2 separate regions of the Sus scrofa genome follow, and region 2 is linked to region 1. A link is a contact called in public Hi-C data. All regions are on one chromosome and are shown on one strand. The core of a region is the stretch at or near the end of the contact, and the rest is flanking DNA. Distances in the headings are between cores, read along the strand shown. Region 1 overlaps PPIL4 (peptidyl-prolyl cis-trans isomerase-like 4). Region 2 overlaps ZC3H12D (probable ribonuclease ZC3H12D).

Evidence for each region. Hi-C and Micro-C count contacts between places; a contact is called where the count stands out from the background.
Region 2: a contact with region 1 is called in a Hi-C map of embryonic fibroblasts, with 5 times the contacts expected there. The contact joins two enhancer-like sites. A contact is called at or near these places in 9 of 47 Hi-C or Micro-C datasets (alveolar macrophages, blood, embryonic fibroblasts and 5 more) and 1 of 2 datasets of contacts at active chromatin or transcription factors (alveolar macrophages).

Annotation. Positions count from the first base shown.
Region 1 is chr1:16,427,978-16,434,480 of Sscrofa11.1, reverse strand. PPIL4 (peptidyl-prolyl cis-trans isomerase-like 4) reads right to left here. Exons shown (of 13, transcript XM_021086908.1): 12 at 5,233-5,380. Among named protein-coding and RNA genes, the nearest start is that of PPIL4, 30 kb to the right of the region's middle. Within about 2 kb of position 4,005, at least 3 of the 83 cell types and tissues checked have an H3K27ac peak or open chromatin away from gene starts, as enhancers often do. A contact at or near this core is called in embryonic fibroblasts, where this site is marked.
Region 2 is chr1:16,491,607-16,498,109 of Sscrofa11.1, reverse strand. It overlaps ZC3H12D (probable ribonuclease ZC3H12D), which reads right to left. Exons shown (of 6, transcript XM_003121158.4): 4 at 5,347-5,581; 5 at 1,974-2,080; 6 at 1-868. The coding sequence ends at 138. Among named protein-coding and RNA genes, the nearest start is that of ZC3H12D, 31 kb to the right of the region's middle. Within about 2 kb of position 3,514, at least 32 of the 83 cell types and tissues checked have an H3K27ac peak or open chromatin away from gene starts, as enhancers often do. A contact at or near this core is called in embryonic fibroblasts, where this site is marked.

The DNA.
Region 1 (6,503 bases), core at 2,756-5,255:
AAATTCTGAATACTTTGGTCTGAGCAATTATTTTTTTAAGTGCTTATTTTATAACAACTCCTCTTTAAGTCTTCAAATAAATTTTTGTTTAGACTAAGCTGATAGTTTTTATTAGAAGCATTATTTACATGAGTTAAGAAATAATGAAATAATCCATTGCCTCAAAGGCAATAAAGTGGGTACATTTCGTTCTATTCTTTTTTTCTTTTTGAGCCGTTCCCACGGCATATGGAGGTTCCCAGGCTAGGGGTCTAATCGGAGCTGTAGCCACCGGCCTACGCCAGAGCCACAGCAACGTGGGATCCGAGCCATGTCTGTGACCTACACCACAGCTCACGCCAACGCCGGGTCCTTAACCCACTGAGCAAGGGCAGGAATCGAACCCGCAACCTCATGGTTCCTAGTCGGATTCGTTAACCACTGTGCCACAACGGGACCTCCCATTTAGTTCTATTCTTAATAATTAAGTAGCAGTAGTAACTTTTCCATATAGAATAGGACTAGTTACAACACAACAATTCTATCACTGCTTGTGTCTTAAATACCCTAATTAAAATGAGTATCTCAACAAGTGGCTAAAATCGAAAGAGAACAGAGCCAATGCTCCTTCAAGAACAGTTCATAAAGTTCAACTTTCTTAAAAGATTTCTCAAAGGAAAGGCAGAATTCTAAGGATTAAACTCCTAAGGGTCCCAACTCTATCCCCTTAAATATTACTATAGCGGATATGAATGTCAAGGTTTAAAATACAAGTGATGGATATCCATGGTTAAGGACTGGGTCTCAAGCAAATGATTCAAATTATTGTGTGTGCTGTCTAGATACCATACACTATCTCACATCCATAGACACTGCAGGATGTGAGAACACATTTAACATGGTTGCTATAATCACAGTGTTGGTGGAATATCTCATGATTAACTGATTCATGATTTCCCACACAATACCAATAGTTCTTGTCATTCTACAAGAGTCCCAGAGGTAGAAAAATGAGTAGTTATTTCCAAGTAACTTTTTACCAACTCTTTTGGAGCAAAATGTGACATCCCTAATTAAAAGAATTTTTTGTGCTTTCCTGTAACATATAAAATGTAAATATCTATGTACTATTCTGACTGTATACCTAGTACTTATCTTTGTACTTTTTAAATGGAGAGACTGTTTTAGCCAATGTATAATCCTATAAACTCTTCAGCACCTTACCATATCAATAGGCACTTAAATGCTTGGAGTGTTTACAATGGGGAGGGGGGTGAATTATGTAGTACTTAATTCTTCAAAAAAATTGAGGAAGCTGAAAATCTGCAATGGACTGAAATCTAAAAACCTCTTCTACTTGGCACAGTTTTCAAAGCTACACAAGCTCTGAGATTGGGCAGCTTTAGGTTCAAATGGTCTCTGCCACTTAAGAGATGGGTCAAGCAAAAAATACTCTTGAGGTTACATTTATCAGGGAAGGTTTCACAGAGAAGTTATAACAGACTTGAGATGTGTGGGTTAGGGCTTGGATTGGTTGCAAGAAGATTCGGGGAGTAAAAGGACAACTGAAAAGCTAGGGAAAATAAACACTGTCTGCATGCAAGAAAGAAGTTGAGGCAGCTGGAAGAAGTCGGATCAGAGCAGATCTGCTAAGTGTGTGCTTGCTCAGTGTGAAGTGCTTAGGGAGTACAATATCATCCTTACTCTAGGCATAAGGAAACAGACTCAGGAGATCCACGCAGGTTGGAGGTAATTATTTAATTGACTGGTAACTTTAATTTACTTAATTGAACTGGTAACTTTACATAAAAAATTAAAAAGGAGATGGTATGGGATAATCAAAAAAGTAACACCACACTTGACTGAATCTAAATAAACGTTCAAATTCTAACTCTTCCACTAAACTACAAGGCCCAAGGGCCTACAGGGTCAGGATTTTTTTTATATCTAAGGTGAGGAAATGAATTAGATGAGCTCTAAGTCCTTTCCAGTATGGACTTTCAAAAATTCTATCATTTTATATACATTTAATACATAAGACAAGATGATTAAACAAGCATGCAGCTAAAAAAAGAAATAGGAAAAAAAACCATAAAATGGCTGATTTAAAGCAATCAACTTAATTGAGCCAATGATTTCGTGTATAGCAGTCAAAAAATTAAAAAATCACCAAAAGCTATCCTTGCTGAGGTCTCTGGGAGACACAGATTTAGTTACATTAAAATCACTAAAATATTAGTAAATGACTGCAATAAAGCAAAAGCAGAGTCCCAAATGTTAAGAATACTGAATACCTATGAAAATCATAGAGGACAGACAAGCAGTCTGAACACTTGGCAGCCAGGCAACCCACGGCTGAGTACACATTTCCTGTAACCCCAGTAAAACTCAAACCCTCAACACAGTAACCACCTCTGGAATTAAGACGTGAGGTGGAAAAATTAATAAGAGATTTCGAATTGAACAGTAAGGCTGACATACAATAAAAAAAACAAAGCACTTGAAGAAATAAGTTAAAACATTCTTAGGAAACTACGCTTACCAAGCAAAACACCAGCAAACAGGAAAATCTGAGCTATACTTGAAAATTACCCAGCACTGAAAATTCCCTTTAATGATTATATTTCTGAGATTAAAACCAGAAGGATAAAAAGCAGAAGAACAGAAAAAAATTGGGGCCCAGTGAAATCTTAAATATGGATGCTATTTTATCAGAAATAAGAGATTATTAAATCAATGTATAATACACTTTGGGGGGAGAGATAAAGTTAGGAGGTTATTGCCAAAAAAGAGGGACACTTGCTACTGCAAAGTCTGAGGTAATTGAACAGCAAGATAAGAAGGATTCACAAAAAAGCAGCAGTGCAAGGGTGGGAACCATAGACTTAAAATGCAGCCAGTCTTTGGATTTTTTTTTTTAAGACCTCTGCCTATCTCAAACATACCAATGTATATGTCAGGCCTAAATTCATTGAGGATTCCATGTACAAGTGCAGGACGAGGAGCTGTAGCTAAAAGCAACATGGGGGGAGGTAGATTAAGGAATTTTAGTGGAAAACATACTAAATGTTCATAGAAATGTGATCTAGCTACCATTAAAAATGACTGGGGTGATCTGTGGCTAAATTAATAGAATATAAAAATTAAGAAGGATGGAGTTCCCTGGTGGGCTAGCAGTTAAGGATCCAGCATTGTCACTGCTGTGGCTCAGGTTCGATCCCTGGCCTGGGAACTTTTGCACGCCACGGTGTGGCCAAAAAAAAAAAAAGAAAAAAAAAATTAAAAGGGAGATGTTCCTATTAGATCACACTGGAATATTATACTATGGGACAAATTATGTTAGAATTAACAACTGGGAGTTCCCGTGGTGGCGCAGTGGTTAACAAATCCGACTGGGAACCATGAGGTTGCGGGTTCGGTCCCTGCCCTTGCTCAGTGGGTTAACCATCCGGCGTTGCCGTGAGCTGTGGTGTAGGTTGCAGACGCGGCTCGGATCCCGTGTTGCTGTGCTCTAGCGTGGGCCGGCAGCTACAGCTCCGATTCGACCCCTAGCCTGGGAACCTCCATATGCCGCGGGAGCGGCCCAAGAAATAGCAAAAAAAAAAAGAATTAACAACTGGATTTAGGAAAGAAAACTGCTGACAGGGATATATTCCAGGCAGGAAGAGCAGCAGTAGAATAGTTAAGGGTACAAGTCCAAATTTAAACTCCGGCTCCATTACTTAGCCTATCAAGCCACCAGCTAGTAGCTTAACCTTTTTAGATTTTTTACTTTTGTCAATGGAGATAATAGTATCCACCTCCCACACGAAAGAATTACTATTACAGCTTCACTTGAGGATTACCTGAAGGACTGACAAGGGTGTAACTTAAAACACAGAGGGCAGGGCATGAACACGGGAACCTGTCAACAGCAGAAGGCTATGGAAAGAAGAGAGATTACATCTCTGCTGGATGATGCAATGAGTAGGAAGATATGTAGTCTAAAAATAGGGAGCTAAGAATATATACAAAAATGCATTTGATGAAATTTTTTTGAAATGAAGAATAAACCACAAAATACACACAGTGGGGAAAGAGGCAGAGGGGGCGCGGACAGGGAGGGAAGGTGGGTTCACTCCAGGTACCATTCTGTAGACTCTACTTTGCAGCTATACAATTTTTAAAACGACAAAGCAAAAGAAAAAAAACTTTAAGCAATCCTTAAACATCAAAAAGAATCAAGTTAATTGAAATATGGGGGCAATTAGTGGCCTGACCACAGAGAGAAATTATTCCAAGTGATTCAGAACATAGTAACTTGACTGTAACAGTAAAAGTAGTAATAACAGCCAGAGTAGAAAATGTTTGCCACACACTTTTTTTTTCCCACTTAATCTTAACAACATGCCTGGGAGACAAATATTTCACAGAGGGGGAAACTATGGCTCAAGAAAGTTAATTAACTTGATGAGGGCACACCAATGACTAGCAACGTAGAAATCTAAACCTAGCTTTTCTGACAACAAATCCTTTCCTTTGCCAGCCACACCACATCCCTCCACCTGTGTCTTTGCGTGACATTCTCACCATTCTGGGTCCGCTCTGCCAACTGAAAGCCTCCCCATCTAGCAGAGCCTGGTTCAAATGCCTTCGCATCGTATAAATCAAAACAAGGGGTTGTACTGTAATCTCCTTTGCATTTATCAGAGAGCCAAACTGCAGGCTGGAAATGATTTCTTCTCTCCATAATAAATTTTCTTTAGGGGACTTTTTATTATCATTGTCTTATAAAATATATTGTTCAGGACAGCTTTAGAGATGATCAGGTTAATTATTGGTGCTGCTTTTATTTCATATATAAAATGTATATATGAAGGGGCATTAATGTTTTTCAGGTCCTAAAACCTCAAGAGCTTTAAGTGCTATACATAATATTTGGTGATAAATTAATATGATAAATCAGAACTTTTTTAGCATAACCATGCTTGTTTTTGATGGAAATCAGTGTCCACAGGTATGAAAATCACTCTGGCTTCACAGCATGGAATTATATATTAAGTTACTTCAGAAACAATCTTTTGTAACCTGTTACATATATTTTTAAAGTTGAAAGTTCTTTACCCTAGTGAAACTACTCCACATCTCAGAGTTAGGAACACATCCGTCTCTGTTCAGGACTACACCCTTATCTCCTAAAGTACATCAAGACGAAATTTAAAAATGGACAAAAGACTTATTTTTCTACAGCCAAGTCTGAACATCAGTACGTACCTGATTAGTATTTCTGATTGGCATGTAGTCCTCATCTTCTTTTTCTTCAGAGCAGTGGCGGGTTTTCTTCTTGTGTTTTTTACTTGTGTGGGAGTGACTTGACTTTGAGTCTTCTGCCTGCTCATCTAGTACAAGGTCATATTTTGCACTGTAGCAGCTAGTTAAGGACAAATGTGTGAGCTAACACTGGCAACACATCAAAACTGAGCAAAACGTAAGAATCTGGTAAAGGAGGCCATCAGGCTAAAGGTAACTTTTTCAAGCAGAAAGCACCTCAGAAGCATAGAGTATATTCCTACAACAGAACTAATTCATATCTTACTTCACTACACAGTCAGGAAAAGCAGAAAGAACATTTCTCTTATATAAACAGTTAATAATTGGCAGTGAGGAGTTCCCGTCGTGGCTCAGTGTTTAACGAATCCGACTAGGAACCATGAGGTTGCAGGTTTGATCCCTGGCCTCACTCAGCGGGTTAAGGATCCGGTGTTGCCGAGAGCTGTGGTGTAGGTTGCAGGTGCGGCTCGGATTTCATGTTGTTGCTCATAGGCCTGTGGCTACAGCTCTGATGAGACTCCTAGCCTGGGAACCTTCATATGCCGTGGGTGCAGCCCTAGAAAAGACAAAAAAAAAAAAAAAAAAAAAATTGGCAATGAGCAAAAAATATAGAGAAAAAAACTAAAGAGGAAAAGTACAGGTAACAAAAAATAAGGAAATATATTTGTCAATAATGAGAAAACTTAAAATTTAGAAAATGAGGGACCTTTTTAAGTAGAAAAAATGAAGACATTACAAACTCCAATGCCAGAGAAGCTATGTAAGATGGGACTCTTCTTTTGAGTATAAATTAATTCCATCCTATAGGAGAAAATTTAGCAATACATATCAATAGTTATCATGTTTAAATTCAAACAAGAATTTATAAAACATTAAAATAACACCAAGTTTAATGAACAAAGGCACAGCTGTCCCTCACTATCCATGGGAACTTAGTTCTGGGACCCCCCTGAGGATACCAAAAGCTGCAAATGCTCAAGTCCTTTATGTAAGACGGTGTAGTATTTGCATAAAACCTATGCGCATCCTACCTTATGCCTCACATCATCTCTAGGTTACTTATAAACCCCAACACAAGGTAAATTCTATGTAAATACAAGGTAAATATTTAGCTGCCTGTACAGCAAATTCAGGTTTTGCTTTTTGGAAATTTCTGGGATTATTTTTGCTGAATATTTTTAATCTGCAATTAGAAATCCATGGGTGCAGAACCT
Region 2 (6,503 bases), core at 2,265-4,764, 64 kb before region 1:
AAGGTCACCAAGCGCCACCAGGGGTACCACAGAGGACAAAGAAGCTGGCTTCTCCGGCCATCTTTAAAGAAGAGGGTCCACAGGGTGAGTGGACCACCGACGGCAGCCAGGTCAGGCTACAAGGCAAGACTGGGACATCACATGCGGTGGCCCCGACTAGCTCCTAAGGGTTTGCCCATGGGCTCACCCGACCGTTGGAATCTCTGGATGAGGAAGATGAGCCTGGTGACATCCGAGAGCGCGGGGAAGAGGGCCATGACGCTGTCCACCTGGTGGGACGGGAAGATGCTGCAGAGCACCGTGCGTGCCTGGGCGCGCGCGTCCACCTCGCCCGCCCGGACCTGGGCCGCGGACCCCAAATGTCCTCCGAAGGCTGTATCGTCCCAGCCCGACTCTGCCCAGGACGAGCGGTCCAGGAGCCGGCCGGCCCCGGGAGGGAGGGCCCATGGGTCGGCGGGCCGCGGAGGACACCGGTCGCTCTTCGAGGCGCCTTGGCGCGATCCACCCCGCGGGCCGGGAGGGGCTGGCTGGGACGACGGGAGCCCAGGTACCCTCCAGTCGGGACAGCTCGGCCGGGGAGGAGGGGTCGCCCGGAGGAGCCCCGAGTCGTCGCTGAGGGCGAGCCGCGAGAAGCTGCCTTCGAGAGTCGCCACGTCCGGCAGCGGCCGCGCGGGGGGCAGGCTGCGCGCTCCTGGCTCCCGGGGGCCCGACCGGGCGATGGGGCCGCCCCAGGAGACGCCCTGCTCGCCGCCCGCGCTCCGCCAGACCCGCGTTTGCGCGCGGAGCTCGTCGGCCACCGCCAGCTGCGCATGGTGCGGCCTCTCTGGGTGGTAGAACTTGCACTTGATGCCATAGGTGCATTTCTTGCCTGGATGGGGCAGGGGGAGAGGGCGCCAGGTGAGACCGCGGGTGAGAGGCGTTGTGCGGGGAGGGCGGGGAGAGGGGACCTATGTGGTCTGGGCAGTGCCCTCCCCGCGGCCTTTCTCTTTGGCGATTCCTCCCGGAAGGCCCCAAGCCTACTGCAAACTTACCAGGTTTGGGGCCGAACAGGTGGGGGGGAAGGGCCCTGCGACAAAGACAGGAGGGACGAGGGTGCGGCACCCTACTTCTCCTGGTACAGGGCACTGGACACAGTGCCCCTGTGTTACCTAACCAGGCCAGGGTGGGTGTCCTCTGGGAGGTCCCGTGGCCAGGAATCTCCATGCAGTGACCTTCAGCGCCCACTTCCCCTTGAGTGGATGCTCAAGGCGTAGGATTGCACCCCCAGTGCTGACTCAGTTTCCCTGATGGTCCACATCCCTCTTGCTAACTATCGCCCTGGTCATACAGAGAAGGAGGTGATCAAATCATTTATCATCCAAACCAGGGCCCTTCTGAGAGTGGAAGGGCTCTGGATGGGCTGCCCGAAAGTGTGTGTGAAGAAATGACTTTGAATATTGCCTAGGGCTTCTTAAATTTCTATGAGCATGAAAAACAGGGCCTGGGGACATTGAATAACTTGCCAAAGCAAGCTAGTGAAAGAGCTGGCTAGGAGGCTGGTGTCCCTGGAGGGTTCTGGGATAGAATGATCTTTAACTCTTAATGGACAGCACCACTCAAAGTCCATAAGGGTTGGGAAGGCAGGTGGAGGGACTGTGGGACAGGATATGGGCACAAGGTGCCAGGGGAAGGGACTGAGAAAGCAGAGCTTGGGTGTGCACATGGCACCCCAGCTCCCCCAACATGGCTTTGCCCTGTGTGACTCCTGCATCCAGCCCACACAAACCTTCTCATGCAACAGGGGTCCAGACCGGCAGTTCCTCGTTACAATCACCCTGTCGGGAAACTGCTGTCCAGAGAGGTTGTTACCTCCCCAGAGTCACACAGCTGATGAAAGGCAGCACCTAGACTAGAACTCAGGCTGCTGACCACCCCCACCCCCAGCCAGGGCTTCTGACCTGAACAGGGCCCACAAGGCATGGGACACTACCCACCGTAGGGGCAGTGCTGCCAGGACGGCTCTGGGGGCTTTGGCTTCCTGCTCAGGAAGTTGTTCAGGGTGGGGCCCCGACGGCCCAGAGGGTCATCAGGAGGCATGAACCTGGAGAACAAGCACAGGGGGGTGAATGCAAGACCCTCAGGAACGCACCACTGGCACGGAGCTGGGAGTAGGCAGGGCTGGGGAGGCATGGCCTTGGTCTGATCTCTCCGTCCAGAGCTCTTTCTCCCACCCGGGGGTTGTCACAGCGTGTTACAACAACACAACCCTTCCTCCACACAGAACCAGTACAGAGCACAGCATGGACAGACCCCAGGACAGCAGCCCCTGGGCCTCCTCCAAGTGTTCCTCCCGCTGAGGTTCAAGCGCCAGAATCACTTAGGAATGCCTTGCAAAATGCAGAACCTCAAGTTGGTCAGGAATCTGCATTTTAATAACTTCCAAGGTGATTTTTATCCACTAAAGCAGAAGCATCATTGCATTAGGGCTCCCCTGGGTCCTAGTCTGAAAGCCCCTCTAAGCTGCCTTCCAATGTCCTCAACAGAAAGCTAGAGACCCCTGGGGGCCACCAACAGCCTCTCTCGTCCCCTGAACGCCATTTCTCCTGCATTGCCCCACAGCTCTGGGCCTATCAGGTGGGGAATAAAAATTAACAGAGTTTGAAATACTGGTTGACGGGTCAGGGAGGAAGTGGGTCCCAGGTGCAGGCTGCACACAGGTGCGACCACACAGGCAGCCTCAGTGCAAGATCTGCCCCCTCTGCCAAACCGGGGAGGGGGATGGGATGGGGGCAGGGCCCTGGGTTTGGTCTCAGCATCCCCGGGCTGCCGGACCCCTGCCACGTCAGTCCCTGTCGCACCCAGCCTGGGCCAGCCCCTTTCCTTCTGCATTAAGTCTAAGGAGGAAGGGAATGTCCCGGGGCTCAAAGGGGAAAACAACATTCCTCAGAAGGAAAACCCTCGCGTTTAGCACAATCCACTTTTTTATATGAATACTTTTGTTCCCAGGAGGCACTTCCCTGTCACGCAAAGGTCCCACTAGAGGGGTTGTGGATTCTATTTGGGGGCCTGTTTTTATGGGCTGGTTTCCCCCTAAGAGTCGAGGGTCATGCTGGGGTCGCCCTTGCAGACCGCATCCACCAGGCCAGCCCCAAGCTGGGCCATCCCGGGTCCAGGGTAGCTTTCCGTGGCTCAGATCCCAGCTACACAGCCGGCTTCTCAGAGTTGGGCCCAGACCAAGAATCTGGGGAGCCACCCAGCGCAGTTATTAAAAGTTCCCAAAGGCTTCACCTCCTGCTCTTTCTCGGGCCTCACAGCTGGGAGCTGGGCCAAGAGGGCCCTATGGACGTGCCCAGGGCTTGCGGCGGGTGTCCTCGCCCTCAGGCAGGCGGCAGGCTCTGCCCTCTGGCAGCCGGGGACCTTCGAGCAGGCCCTGAGCAGAGGCCAAGTTGTCAAAAGCACTTGGCCTGGGCCCCAAGCTGTCGCCAGGCCAGAGGCAGCCATGATCCCACAGACCTCAGTAAGGATTTTCTGGATCCCATGCTGTCCAGATTTGCCAGATTCCTCCAGGCCTGAGCCAGAGAGAGGGAGTGCCAGCCCTGTGAGTGTGGAAGGGACTTGGGGGCTGCTGCAGGGTAGTCGCTGTAACCATCTGCCCTGGGGCTTAGGAGGGGACCTCTGCCTCTGTGGCCGTAGGCAGTGGGGGCAGCAGGACCTCCTGGAGGGACAGGTCCTGGCCTGGCCTGAGGGTAACTGCTACCACTATGGGCTAAACTGCTCTCTGGTCCTCGGGATCATCTCAGAGGTTAAGGGTGACTGAGCCAAGTGTTACAGGCTTCAAGTCCCCTCCCCAGAGCCCCAGAGCCTCTGGCCATGTCTCTGTAATGGCCATTCTGCCCAATGTGACCCGCCTGGGCTGCTCACTCCCTGCTAGAGAAGAAATGGCACCTGTTCCTCACCTGGCCACCATCTAACCTGTTCCCCATGCAAATAAGGTGTCCTGCCCAAGACCAATCAGAAGATCAAATTGGGTCTCCACTCAGGTCCCACTGTGGGGTATAAAGACTGTGCAGAGTAAGTCAGGCCCTGTTTTGTTTTCTTGTTTTTTGTGGGGTTTTTTTTGCTTTTGCTTTTTTCAGGGCTTCACCAGAGGCACATGGAAGTTCCCAGGCTAGGGGTCCAATTAGGGCTGCAGCTGCCGCAGCCACAGCAACGCCAGATCCGAACCACGTCTGCAACCTACACCACAGTTCATGGCAACGCTGGATCCTTACCCCACTGAGCAAGGCCAGGGATCAAACCCACAACCTCATGGTTCCTAGTCAGACTGGTTTCCACTGCACCAGGACAGGAATTCCCAGGCCCTCTTTTCTTAACCTGTGCGCACGTGAGTCCTCTCTCCCTCTCTGAAAATGTACTTTCACTTTAATAAATTTGTAAAACATCCACCGTTCCAATGCTTGGTTACGGTGAGACAGGGATGGAGGAAACTGTGCCGGTAACACCAAGGATGGTTGATTCAAGGTGACAAAAGTCCAGCCCAGAGAGGGGGGGCGTTTTTCCCCCACAGTCAGCCAGTAAATGGCAGAACCTCAGTTTGAAACATCTCCCGCGCTTTCAAAGCCCCAGCTCTTTCCACCACACACACTTGCCCCCCCCAGGGCTCCAGGGTCAGGAGGTGCAGGGGGCCTGATACAGAGGCCATGTGGCCTCTCTCTGCCCATCTTCCCTTCCCCAGAGCTGCCGCCTTTGACACTCACTCATCTACATCTTGTCACTGGCTGCCCATGATGCCCAGGCTGGCTGTGGCTGTGGCAGATAAAAGACACATGGTCCCTGCCCTCACAGAGTTGGGGACCTTGTCCCAAACCGCATTCCTAAAACCCAGTGAGAAAGCCCAGAACTGGAACAGAAATTGGAATGGGAGTGATGTCCAGCTCACCGTGCCCTCCCACCTTGTGCCATGCTGTGACCCACACTCACCTTGCCAGGCTCCTGGCCATTGCCCTCAGCGTGCCTGAGGATGTGTGCACTAGACCAGTGATCTCGCCCTCCTCACCTCAGCACTGCCTAGGGGCCCTCCCCCAGCCCTTGCTAAGGGGTCTGTGCCTTGTGACCCTGACATTGCCCTCCCCCCACTGCAGCTGGTGGCTCCAGGGTGGATCTGACCCGAGGAAACCCATCAGATTCTCTTGAAAATGTCAACCAAGCAGTATTAAGACAGGGTCGGCTGCAAGATCTTTACAACCTGTGACTAAGCCCCGCTGGGACCGGACTAGGTGGCCTGGCTTCTGTGCCACCCCCTTTCCCTGACCCCCGGCCCCCTCCCCTCAGTGCTAGCTTCCAGGACCCGGCGTGGGCGCCACCTACCGGTCGTTGACGAAGGAGAACATGAGCAGCCTCTGCTCGATGAACCACTTCCACTCGGGGTTCTCGCTTTGCAGGTCGCGGTAGTTGTCATTGGAGACGATGACCCCGTCCTGGTCGTAGGCCACCTTCACGATGTAGCGGTCGTCGTAGCAGACCACCCGCTTGCCGCTCACCTTGCGGGACGGCGTGTACACCAGCACCGCCTGCCTCTCCAGCTCCTCCAGCACGTGCTGCTCTGGGGACCACAGGGCAGGACCGCATGGAGAGCGCCTTCTCCAGTGGACTCCCCACCCCCAGAACCGTCCTAAGATCCGGGGCCGGGCAGCAGCTCAAGGCTCCTCTCTGATCCCCACCACATCCCCGGCCCCACCTCACACATCCCCCCCCACATCCCCGACCGCCTCACCCCAACCCCAACCCCCCAGGCCCAGGCGGTCAGATGAAGAGCAGGGAGGTCTCCAGAGGAATTTGCCAGCAGCCTAAGGTCAAGTGGGCTCTGCCTGTGTCATGACAGGAGTCCAGAGGATGGTACCCAGCCAGGGAGACACACTTTGGAAGGAAGAGTGCAGCCACAACTTCTGTCCTGAGGTTGGTTACCTTCCACGATGCCCCTAACACAGCAGACACAGAGGCCTTCCACTGGAGGAAGACACCCCCTTTTTTTTCGTCTTTTTAGGGCTGCACCTGAGGCACATGGGAAGTTCCCAGGCTAGAGGTAGAATTGAAGCTGCCACCGCCTGCCTACGCCACAGCTACAGCAACACGGGATCTGAGCAGCATCTGCCACCTACACCACAGCTCACAGCAACACAGAAGCTCCTTAACCTACTGAGCGAGGCCAAGGGACTGAACCCATGTTCTCATGGATGCTAATCAGGTTCGTTACTGCTGAGCCACAACAGAACTCGCAAAAGGTCCCTATTTTGACTAGACCCCTGGCACTACCTTAGGAATTACTAGGAACCCCACATCCATCTGGGATTGTCCCACATGACACAGGAGTCTGCTGGGACACCATCAGGATGCAGCAGCCCACAACTGACAGCTCTGAGGGACACAAGAATGTCACAGGGAGAGGCTGGAGTTAGGAACCTGCAGCCTGGATTCTGGCCTTGGCTCCAGTTCTCAAGTTCTTCACCCGTCTCTGCACGTCAGGT